Linked DNA regions of Mus musculus: region 2 is linked to region 1. A link is a contact called in public Hi-C data. All regions are on one chromosome and are shown on one strand. Each heading gives the region's core, a stretch centred on a gene start, on an enhancer-like site or on the middle of the called end of the contact. The rest is flanking DNA. Distances are from core to core; before and after follow the strand shown.

Region 1 (5,959 bases), core at 1,043-3,542:
CTCTGCCAGACTGAAGAAGGTGAAGACAAAGGACTGTCAGAACTCAAACTTGTGAATGCCCCCGGGTCCTGCCGGTCGGTAGGAGAATCGAAACTCATTTCTTTAAAATACCTATGACTGTAAACCGTGTCATTAAAAAAAAAAAAAATCTCCTTTAATCCTCATGAGCTCAGGGAAGTGAGTTGAAGAATGTGTGCCATTCTTTGACCTCTTTATGAAGAACACGCACTCCTGTACTAAATTCTTATTAAAAACTTCCTGTGTGTGCCCCGGACACAACCGCGAACAAAAACGTGAAGGGCTCCATCCTCATGAGGGATGGGAGTGGTGGGAACAGACATTAGCAGGTAATTTGACACACTAAGTCACTGTGTTTGTCAATGGTGGCCAGGGAAGACCAGCTTGCCTTTGAGGAGGTGAGGACATGTATGGTGTGTTTAAAATTGGGGAGGGAAGCTAGCCCAGCTCTCGTGGGTCTTCACGGACATTTAAAAAAGGATTTGGAGGGGGCATTGAAATGGCTCAGCAGGTAAAGTGCCTGCCACCAAGCCAGACAACTAGGACACATCCCCAGAACCCACATGATGGAAGAAGAGAACTGGCTCCTGAAAGTTGTCCTCTGACCTCCTCCTCATGTGCCCTCCCCTCCAAAATAATATAATAAAAAATTTCAAGGACTTTAGAATTTATTCTAAGTGTCAGACAGAACTGATTCCACCATTATTAATTCTATGACTTCAGGCAAGTTATTTAAGGCCTCTGGGTCTCAGTTTGTCTACCTGTAAAATGGGGTTCATGTCAATTTATTCAATGTGATAGACCGCTTCTGAAACGATTCCTAGTAATTACGTGCATTCACACCCGGTGAATGTGGGCCAGACTCAGTGGTTCACTTTTAATTAATACAACAAAGGCTGGCTTGCTCATTTTCTACTACTGATGCTGTAACAAAATGCCCCAGGCATGGTGGCTTAAGATAATACAGATTTGGGGATCACATGTCTAAGTGGGTCTTCCTGAGCTGCAGTGAAGGATTGGTAGGGTTCCTTCCCCCTCCTTCCCTCCCTCCATTTTTTCCCTTTTAAGCCTTGTACATTCTGGGCACAGGTGCTACCTCTGAGCTACATCGTCTCCAGATGTGTGACTTTGTTCCTTCTGGAAGCTGCAGGGAAGAATCTGTTTCCTTGGCTTATCCAGCTAATCAGGAGGCTGTCTTCCAAATGCCTTGCTCCAACTTCCCTTTGCATCCTCACGCCTGTCACCCTCATTCTCCTGCCCCACCCCGCCCCACCCCGCCATGCCCTTAGAAGGATCCTCATAACACTGGACTCACTTGTGCTGCCTAGACCAAGCTTCCCATCTCAAAACCCTTCCCTTAGCAACGCCCCCCACCCCCAAGCTCCCTTTACAAGTTGTGGCAATTAAGTCAGGCACTTCTTTGATGGGAAGGGTATGTGAAATTCTGTCTGCCACAGACAGGTACATCCTACTTGTAACCAGGCAATGAAAAGAGAGCAGCTTTTCTCTTGGGTGTTGTGTATGTTTCTAACTCACCATTCTGAGGAAAGCCAGCTGTCACTGGCAAGAGGCAGCTGTGTGCAGGGACCCATTTGGCTAAGAACTGAAGCCTCTCACCAGTCACATTGTCTGCCAACCATCATGAGTGAACCCTGAACTATGACATATCAGAAGGTGACAATATTTTGTAAGCTTTTTTTGTTTTGTTTTTTCTGTTCTGAAATAAGGGCTCACTATGTCACCCTTATTAGCTAACCTTGAACTCACAGAGATCCACCTCTCTCTGGCTCCTAAGTGCTAAACGGTGAGTACTATCATGCCTGGTAACAAGTTTTAGGGGAAGAAATCAGAGTGGTGTTGGCGGAAAGAGTTAGAGGCGGGCTTTGCTGAATGGCTGGGATTTGACCAAAGTCTTGAAGACGAGGGAGGAGACCATTCATTTTGGGGGAAAACGTTCCAGGTATGGAAAACACCAAGTGTTAAGGGCTTGTGGCCGAAGTGTACCTCGCTCTTTTTTTTTTTTTTTTTTTGCTTATGGGGCTGAAGGAGATTTGCCGGGTGCTTGTCTCTTCCTCTCTGGCGTGGGATGGAAGCTGCTGAGGGCGGCTGAGCTTATGACGGTGGGAGAAATTCCAGCGTCAGTTATAGGAGGGAAGGGATATAAGAAGGAAAAAACAAAAGAAAACAAAATCCCGGAGGATGTTAGACAAGCACAGCTCTTGCAATTTGCCTCTGCGGGAGGCTCCCGAATCCTCAGCAGTGCGCCAGCGCCCCCTGGTGGTCACAAGGAAGGCACACGTCACTGCAGCCAGAAGTGGATGCTGCGCTCAGAGAAAGTTCAGCCAGTCAGCACCTCCAAAATTGTACCATGTTCTCTTGAGGTTCACACGAGTAATTACTCCTTTATTTAAGTTTTGTTTGGCTGGTTTTTTTTTTTTTGAGCCAAGCCGTCATGTAGCCCAGGCTGGCCTCAAGCTCATGATGTAGTTAGGATGACTAACCCTCCTATTTCAACCTCTGCAGCCCAGGTGTGCCCCTCTGCGCTTGTCCTAACCCTGGGGACTTAAAAAAGCACTTTGACCCCCTGCAGAGTACTTTGCGAGTATTCTCATTTAATCCTCTTAATTAGCCCTACTAGGTGGAGCTGTGGCAATTCCATCTTACAGGATGAAGGTGGGAGACAATAGCACAGCTAGGCAGTGTCTTAACTCTAGGTCCACCTGCTTCTAAATGACAAATCAATGGCAAGAAGCATCTACAGGTGCTAAACAGAGCCACATATCATGCACCTGTGAGCCCCACGTGGCCCACTAATAGTCCCAGTCAAAAGCAGAGGAAATTGACTGAGTATGTGGGAATTTGCCTCAGACCATTCGGAGAGCCAGGAGTATTCGGTGAGTGAGAACTGAGAATGTTGGGGTCTGGAGAAATGGCTCAGCAGCTAAGAGTATTGGCTGCTCTTTCAGTGGATGGAGACTCCATTCCCAGCACCCACATGGTGGCTCACAACTATCTGCAACCCTTGAAGAGGGTGATCTGACGCCTGCTTTTAGCCTGTGCAGGCACTGGGGAGCGGGGCACACCGTGTTGCACAGGTGCTGGGGACAATAGGTGCAGACCAAGCACTCATACACATAAACTTTTTTAAAAAGTAAAGATGGGCTGGCGAGATGGTTCAGCAGGTAAGAGCACTGATTGCTCTTTCCAAGATCCTGAGTTCAAATCCCAGCAACCACATGGTGGCTCACAACCACCGGTAACGTGATCTGACGCCCTCTTCTGGTGCGTCCGAAAACAGCTACAGTGTACTTACATAAAATAAATAAATCTTTGGGTTGGACCGAGCAGGGACTGAGCGAGCAGAGGTCCTAAATTCAATTCCCAACAACCAGATGAAGGCTCACAACCATCTGTACAGCTACAGTGTGTACTCATATACATAAAATAAATAAATAAATCTTTAAAAAAATAAAGTCAATGAAAGAGAACCAGGAAAGTTCTAAGCAGCCATTTCTGTTCATAAATGCCAAGCGCACCCCTAGGAGGTGCTGGACTGGGTACGCAGCTCAGACTGAGGCCTGGAGCAGAAAGGGGAAGAAAGAAACGATGCCATTAATAGGCAAAAACCACGACGAGAGAACCTCATCTGTTCACAGATGAGTCCCTGAAAATAAGATCCTTAAGGAGCACGGAATGGCTCAAAATCAGCCCCAAACAGAAGTAAATGAGAACAGTTGCCCCTCCAGGGAAAGGAAGGAGACCCCTTAAGCGAGCACCTTTTTCATTTAGACTCAGCAGCGGTAGCGCACTGGTAAGTTCCCGTTTAAGGCTTGGCTGAATCCACTACTTTCAAGGAAATCAAGGGTGCTGCTGTTCGCCTGAAATATTCAGAAAAGCTTAGCTTTGGGGAAGGGTATTGAAGTCCCTACGTGTGAAAAGGAGTCTGGCATTTCAATCTGACTTTGAGGGGATGTCCAGCAACCGGGCACCTGCCGCCAGCTCTTCTTGCTCCTGGCTGTGCAGCACATTCCTAGGTGTGGTCCAGGGTGCTCGGTGTCAGGCACCACACTGGACAGGCCGTTCCTGCTCCCTCCCTCTGACTCAGGTCTTTAGGAAGTCCCAGGCTTGAACCCTGCAGATCACTCTCAGACACTCACTCTGCCCTTACGTGGGAGAAAACAGTGGGGAGAAGCTGCTACCCAGAAGATCCTGTGAAGCCGCGGTTTTGAAAAATGACTGCTGTGCTGCGCCTGAGACTACTCAGCACTGATGGAGCGCCCTCACTACCCCCGCCCCAGCACGTACCGCCCCACCCAGCATTCAGAGTTAAGTCACCTTTTGATTACTAACGCCTGCGATCATCAACGTCAAGGGAGAAAAGCTGCTTTCTGCTCAGTTTCAGAGGTTTCAGCCCGTGGCTTCTTGGTCTGTTGCTTTGAGCCCGGTGCATCAGGACAGGTGCCTGTCACAGAGGAGGACTGATGGTGGTTAGGAAGAGTCAAGAAGGGCCTGGGTCCTTCCAAGGGTATACTCCTAGAGTTCTATTTCCTCCCCGAAGTTCTGCCGCCTAAAAGTTCCAGCCACATTAAAGCAATCGTCAAACACGATACAAAAGAAATAAGTCTAGTCAAGTGAACATAAGGTTTCATCTTCTCAGTAACTCTCCTTATTGTCGGAACCAAATCCTCCTGGAAGCAGTGTTTGGATGAAGAAAGGATATAGCTGGAAAAACTGGATAAGAGTCTGAATAGACCAGAGGTGATATAGATTATAACAATATCCCGTGATAGCAGGTTTTTTTGTTGATTTTTGTTGTGTGTGGGCTTTTTTGTTTTTATTAATTTGGTTGAGACAAGGTTTTTCTGTATAGCCCTGGCTGTCCAGGAACTAGCTTTGTAGGCCAGGCTGGCCTCGAACTCACAGAGATCTGATTGCGTCTGTCTTTCAAGTGCTGGGATTAAAGGTGTGAGTCACCATGCCTAGCCTGACAGTAGTTGTTTTTAAATTAATAATTACTATTATTTATTTTGTTTAATCTTGTATTTTGAGGCAGGGTCTCAACTCTAGCCTAGGCTAACCTGGAAGTCATTTGTAGTCTCGGATGGCCTCTAGCTCATAGATATTCTCCCCCTCAGCCTCTGAAGTAGGAGGATTACAGGCCTATACCGAGTAATGTTTTGAGATAGGGTCTCATGTAGCCTAGGCAGGTTTGAACTTGCTGTGTAGCCAAGGTTGACCTTGGACTCCTCATCTTCCAGTTTCTACCTCCCACGTGCTGGGATTACAGGTGTTCCCAACTTTAAACACAAAAGAGTTTGGTGTCTTTTTTTTTTTAAGTGTATAGGTGCTTTGCCTGCATGTGTTATCTATGCACCACTTACATACTTGGTGTCCACAAGACAACAAGAGGGTGTCAGATGCCATCCCTTGGAACTGGAGTTATAGATAGCTGTGAGCCACCACCATAGGGGTGCTAGGAATAAAATCTGGGTCCTCTGGAAGAGCAGCCCATACTCTCAATTGCTAAGCTATCTCTCCAGCCCAACAAAGAGGATTTTTGATGACCTGGATTTGTGATTCTTGGACCAGCAATATTAGCACCACCTGGGAACTTTTAAAAAGATTGTGTGTGCACACATGCTCGAGAGTGCCCATGGAGGCCAGAAGAAAATGTCAGAGATTCTTGTGGTTGTACACTACCCTAGACGAGGGTGGGGAACCAAACTTAGATCTTCAGGAAGAGCAGTGAGTGTTCTTAACCACTGAGCCATCTCTCCAGCCCCTCTGGGAACATTTTAAAACTGCAAAAGCTCACCAGACATGGTGGCTCCTGCCCACAGCCTAAGTAAGAAGTTATGTGGTAGAACAGGAGGATGCGTGGGTCAAGACCACCTTAACCTAATAATGATTTGGGGACTAGCCTAAATTACATAGGACCCAA
Region 2 (5,959 bases), core at 1,896-4,395, 120 kb before region 1:
GCTGGCAGCCTATATAGGGACATGGAAGAAGGAAAGTTGCTCTCTTTGCCTGCTCGCTCTCTTTCTGGCTGTCAAGTTCATTCCTTCTCTGGTATGAGTGCCTACCTCTTTGGGATTCTGGTGTATACTGAAGACCAGCTGAGCTAGCCAGGTTCATGGACTGAAAAACAACTAAATTCTTGACCCTTCCATTGGAAGACAGTCTCTGGTTGGACTAGCTGGACCACAGCCTGTAAGCCATTCTAATAAACCCTGTATGTAGGTGTATATGTACATATGTCCTCAAATGCTAGGATCACAGGAACACACTACCATATCCCGCTCCACTTAGACTTAGAGCCCCCCAGTCTCTGTCTTTTATTCAAGGTCATAGCTTTACCTTTAGGTCTCTGCTTAATGTCTCCTCCTGGAAGCAGCATAACTCCAATCCCACCTAAAATCCTAGAACACTTACTACATTAGACTTCCCACGCTGATGGTATTAAGGGGACGGATGCCCTCACTAGTCACTGTTACCTCCCGTGAGACTCTTAGTCATCTGATGTCCTCTAAGTTAGCTACGCACTTAAAGGTAAAATATTTAATGTTGATACACTGTAGTGTAACTGATCTAGCTGCAAATGCTAAATTGGAATTTTAAGGGAAGGACTGTCTTCCAGTTACACAGTTGGAAAGACTGGCAAAGCATCTGCCTGGGAAGAACTGGCCAGCTAAGGCCAGGCTGTTCTCCCCAGCTGTCATGGGGTACCCTCTCACATTCCCCACTGTGGCAGTTGCTGTTTGGGGTGGTTATTGTTGTTGTAGTTATGATTATTGGAGGTGGTGGTGACTGACAGAACCACTGTCTAGATAAGACAAGCTCTTTTTGGAAGGTCCTGGCTTCTCAGGATGCACACAGGGGTATGGACCAGATGTGACTTTCCATCTCTTTTCCTCCGCAGTCTAGGGATCTGGGGGGAGACGAAAGGGAAGCTGGATTTCTCACAAGCCCAAGGCTTATGTGTCTCTGTCAACTCACTTCTCCATTTGGCCTGGCTAGGCATATTTCTTCCCTCAACAAACTGGCAAAAAGAAACTGTATCTCCTTATCCTCTTTGCCACAAGTCCCCATCATAGCTCAAACTTATTCCCCTTTTATTTATTGTCCTTTTTTTAGGTAGGGTGTTATAGTGTCCAATAGCCTTGGACTCATGATGTAACCAAAGATGAACTGAACTTACTCTCCTGCCTGCTTCCCAAGGCCTGGGACTGCAAGTATTTGCCACCATGCCCAGTTTTGGGAGTTTTACTTGTTTGTTTGTTTGTTTGTTTTTTAACACAGGGTTTCTGCTTGTCCTGGAACTCTTTCTGTAGACCAAGTTGACTTTGAACTTAGATATCTACCTGCCCCTGCCTCCCGAGTACTGTGACTAAAGGCACAAGCCACCACCATCCAGCGTTTGTCAGGATATTTTATTGCAGTGACAGAAAATAAAACCAAACAACTAGCAAACACACCCAACAGTGTAACAGACCAAAAAGCAGCACCAGGGACTCTGATGGGGTTTGTAACCAGGAACAAAGTCCTTACCTAACTCACGGGAAGGGACATCAGGGGACTGACTGATCAGTGCTGGGGAGTCTGGGCACTGAGATGCAGAAGGCCTCGGGGGCCAGCTCCTAAATCCTGTTTTTCTACTCGCTCGGCCCCAAATGAACTCTTATTCCCATCTCATTATGGTCACCTACCATCCTCTCACCTGTAACCTATGGCAACCATCTCCAACAGTCCCTTGCCTCCACCCTAGCCCTGCATGGGCTTTTCAGTAGGAATATCATAAAATCTTATAGCACTCCAACGTTACAGATCTTCTAGAGACTTCCAAAGGAACCCAGAGTTTTTCCAGCAGTCTATAAGACCCACGACAAGCCCACGCACCCACCAACCCTCTGACGTCATTTCTCACTTTCCCCAGCATAGCTGCTGCAGTCTCCACCACAGTCCTATCCCAGGGCATGTGCTGCTCTGCAGATGTGCATGGCTGCTTCTCTTCCCTCGTCCGAGGCTTTATTTCCTTAATACCTCCTTCACGGAGGCTGTTCTGTTCATCCTAGTTAAAACTGCAGACTTCCTACCCTGACTCTCTTTGGGCTTTCTCTCTCGGGCAGCACTCACCTGCCTGCTAACCTCCTTGCTATCAGCTCTCTGTGCTGCTGAGGCCATTCTCCCAGGGCAGCCGGTGTCTGTTCTGTTCTGTGCTGCACCCTTGGCCCCTTCTCCTCACCTCCTGGTGCCCACGCTGACTTCGGAACAGTGTGCTGAGTAGTTAGGGCTCATCCCTGTCCCACACCTACAGCTGGCTGCTATGAGCATGTGAAGTGAAAGCCAAAACCAAGAAAAGGCACCTGAGATAGATTCTATCTTTTCAGCAAAGAAATCTGGGGCTTGTATGTGTATGCATGTGTTTTCTGAGACAAGGTTTCACTTTGGAGTCTGGACGGACATGAAATTTGTGATTCTCCTGCCTTATTCTCTCTAGTGGTGGGAATTCAGGTATATGCTACCATATCCAGCTCAAATTATTATTATTATTATTATTATTATTATTACTATTATTGTTGTTGTTATTATTATTATTATGGTGGCAGGATCTCACTATGTAGTCCAAGCTGGCCTTAAACTCATGGCAACACTCTTGTTTCTTGCTCCCTGACTGCTGGGATTACAGATGTGTACCTACCATGTCCAGCTGTAAGAAATATTTATTTATTGTTATTATTTTATTATTTTTAGATTTCTTTTTATAGTTAGGGTTTCTCTATGTCACAGCCCTGTCTGTCTTGGAACTCTCACTTTGGGGACCAGGCTGGCCTCAAACTCAAAGCTTGTCCTGCCTCTGACTCCAGAGTGCAGAGATTAAAGGCATGGGCCACCAGGGCCAGCTATTTATTTATTTATTTATTTATTTATTTATTTATTTATTTACTAACTAATTTATTAAGTTAGCCCACAGAGTAAGGGGCTTCATCACTTCGTCTTCATACACGTGCTATTGTACTTTGCTCTCCTTTGTTTCAGGCCCCGCTGTCCACTTATGTTGGCCTCTCTTCCCCCACACAGCGCCCCTTTTTTTATGACATGAAATTTATTACCGCTTTTCTACTTCCTCCCCTTGTAACTCCACTCTCCTTTCATGACTCACAAACACGTATAAACACACACAGACATGCACGTACATAAATGTATTTACATATAGGACCCTAAGTCTGGGTACCACATGTGAGAGAAAGGCTGTGGTAATGTCTCTCTGGCTTACTTCACTTAGCATAACGATTTCCAGTTGTACCCACTTTCCTGCGAATGCCATGAAAGAAATTTGTTTTCAACTAAACACTTCTGCTTACTGGTCTAATGATTCTTACCACACTGTGTCGTGTCTTAAAAGCCTTTGAGGGTTTGTTAAAACACACTCCTAAGTTTCTGGGTCTGCAGGACTGCAGACCCGGGAAACTTCCTGTTCTTTAAAAAGCAGGTGTATACTGTAAGGGACAGCCCGCTGGAGTAGCAAGAGGCTGCCTGAAACGAGGAGTCTCCCTTTCTAACAAATCCCTGGACTGCCCAGAACTACTACTGCCTGGCATAAACTAGAAGTTCTAGAAACATCTACTGACTAAATGACAATCTTAGAATTTAGAGTTTAAGAAACAGAAATGGATGAGTTTGGGGAGGAGACCAATAGCTCAGTAGTTAAGAGCACTGGCTGCTCACGCAGAGGACCAGGTTCGATTCCCAGCCTCCACATGGCAGCTCAGAGCCATCTTTAACTCCAGTTCCAGGTGATCTGACCCCGTTATGGCTTGCACAGGCACACACCCAGTGCACATACACACAGGCAGGCAAAACTCTCATATCCATAAAACTAAAGAAGAGAAAGAAACGGATGAACAATAGTGGACGCCCTCTTAGAAGTTCTGAGAAGAGTCAGGTCTCCTATCTACCGAGGTGCACACGGAGGTGCGTGGTACTCACTCAGCAGTGCCAGGACAGCACCCAGGATGGGGAGGATGAAACCACCCTTCCAGGGTCTGGGGCAGTCATTGAACACTTGGCCATGGCAGTCACACACAGTGGCCCTGATCATGGTTAGCTGTTCCCTGTTGCCATGGTCAGACAAAGAAAGATGCAAGTCATACGTGTCTTGTTTCAGGAACTTCTTCAGGGACAAGGCCACGGTGTCTCCTGGAGAGACACACACATTTATTAGCTTAGGGGTGTCATTCGGGTTGAACACCAAATACAAGACTGCAAAACGTTGAGCCAACACAGCCTCAGCACCCAAGGAACAAAAGGCAGGTTTAGTCTAAGTGTAGCATTGTGACAGAGTACCTGCTCAGCATCCATGAGGCCCTGGGTTCAAGCCCCACAACAGACAAGCAAAACAAATAGAGGATCTCTAGAACCCTGGCACAGCAAAACTTTGCTGCTGTGAGGATTATTCGGTTACCAAAATTAATTCATTTTTCAGTATCTTTTTTCCCCCCAAAAATGTCACCTATTGTTTTTGTTGCTGGTGAGTGTGTATGTGTGTATGCGTGTGTGTATGCATGAATGTGGGCACGTGTGTGCTATGATGCACATGTGAGGAGCAGGAGACAAGTCTTTTGGGAATCAGTTTTCTCCTCCACCTCTGGGTTCTGGGAGTCGAACTTAACGTCCCATTAAGCTGGGCTGCACTTACATCTACAGAGAAATCTTGCTAGCTCACAAAAATTATTTCATCCCCCCAAAATGTGTATGGTTATTTTTCCCTACATGTATGGGTATTTTGCCTACATGTACGTTTGCATGTCTGTGCACCATGTGTGTGGCTGGTGTTCTTGGACTCCAGAAGACTGTGGTGTAAGATCACCTGGAGCTGTGGTTACGGACGGTTGTGAGACGCCACGTGACTGCTGGAAACTGAACCCAGTGCTCTTAACCACTGCGTTCTCTCTCCAGCCCCAGTTCTTTTTTTGTTTTTGCTTTTTTGTTTTTTTTCGAGATAGGGTTTCTCTTGGTAGCCCTGGCTGTCCTGGAACTCACTCTGTAGACTAGGCTGGCCTGGAACTCAGAAATCCACCTGCCCTGCCTCCCTCCCAAGTGCTGAGATTAAAGGCGTGCGCCACTATTGCCCGGCTCCCAGTTCATTATTTTTAAATTAATTAATTCATCTTTTACAAGATAGAGTTCTACTCTGTAGTCTGGGTTGGTTTCAAACTCATGGCAATTCACTTCCCTCTGTCTTCTGAGTGCCAGGATCACAGGTTTGAGCTTCCGAGCTTGGGTGTTATTTAAAACAAACAAACAAACAAACAAACAAGAAATTGATGATAGTAAACTGTGAGGCTCTGGAAGTCGTGAAATGTTGGACCAATATTCTTGGGATCATCAGCTGCTAGACTACTCTTTGCCTCAAAAGAATACATTATAAGCGTGGCAGTGGTGGCGCACACCTTTACTCCTAGTACTTAGAAGGCAGAGGCACATGGATCTCTGAGTTCGAGGCCAGCCTGATCTCCAGAGTGAGTTTCAGGACAGCCAAGGCTACACAGGGAAACCCTGTCTTGAAAAACCAAAAAAAGACGAAAAAGAAAAGTACATTATTCTTTAACTTCATTGCTTATCTTTAAACAGATATTTATTTTATGGTATGTGTGTGTTGCTTGCATGTTGTATGTGCACAATGGGTGTGCCTGGTGCCCCATGGATGTCAAAAAAGATGTCAGACCCTTGGCACCTGAGTTACAGATGGTTGTGAGCTACCATGTGGGTGCCAGGAATCAAACCTGGCTCCTCTGCAAGAGCAACATGTGTTTTTAAAAATTTATTTATTTATTTATTTTTTTCGAGACAGGGTTTCTCTGTGTAGACCTGGCTGTTCTGGAGCTCACTTCGTAAACCAGGCTGGCCTCGAACTCAGAAATCCGCCTGCCTCTGCCT

The links. A called contact is a pair of places that touch in the nucleus more often than the background predicts.
Region 2: a Hi-C map of bone marrow-derived macrophages shows a contact between it and region 1, with 4 times the contacts expected there. The contact joins two enhancer-like sites. A contact is called at or near these places in 3 of 39 promoter capture datasets (the 3T3-L1 cell line, cancer-associated fibroblasts and trophoblast stem cells), 9 of 15 datasets of contacts at CTCF or cohesin (the G1E-ER4 cell line, the NIH/3T3 cell line, embryonic stem cells and 4 more), 219 of 484 Hi-C or Micro-C datasets (2-cell embryo, the 3T3-L1 cell line, 3T3-L1-derived adipocytes and 117 more), 28 of 115 datasets of contacts at active chromatin or transcription factors (the NIH/3T3 cell line, astrocytes, bone marrow-derived dendritic cells and 16 more) and 3 of 9 other capture datasets (adipose tissue, embryonic stem cells and embryonic tail).

Annotation. Positions count from the first base shown.
Region 1 is chr8:106,429,479-106,435,437 of GRCm38.p6, reverse strand. Gm51545 (a long non-coding RNA gene) reads left to right here. Exons shown (of 3, transcript XR_003947445.1): 3 at 1-556. Among named protein-coding and RNA genes, the nearest start is that of Zfp90, 17 kb to the right of the region's middle. Within about 2 kb of position 2,292, at least 18 of the 459 cell types and tissues checked have an H3K27ac peak or open chromatin away from gene starts, as enhancers often do. A contact at or near this core is called in bone marrow-derived macrophages, where this site is marked.
Region 2 is chr8:106,545,882-106,551,840 of GRCm38.p6, reverse strand. It overlaps Cdh3 (cadherin 3), which reads right to left. Exons shown (of 16, transcript NM_001037809.5): 13 at 4,010-4,219. Among named protein-coding and RNA genes, the nearest start is that of Cdh3, 38 kb to the right of the region's middle. Within about 2 kb of position 3,145, at least 7 of the 459 cell types and tissues checked have an H3K27ac peak or open chromatin away from gene starts, as enhancers often do. A contact at or near this core is called in bone marrow-derived macrophages, where this site is marked.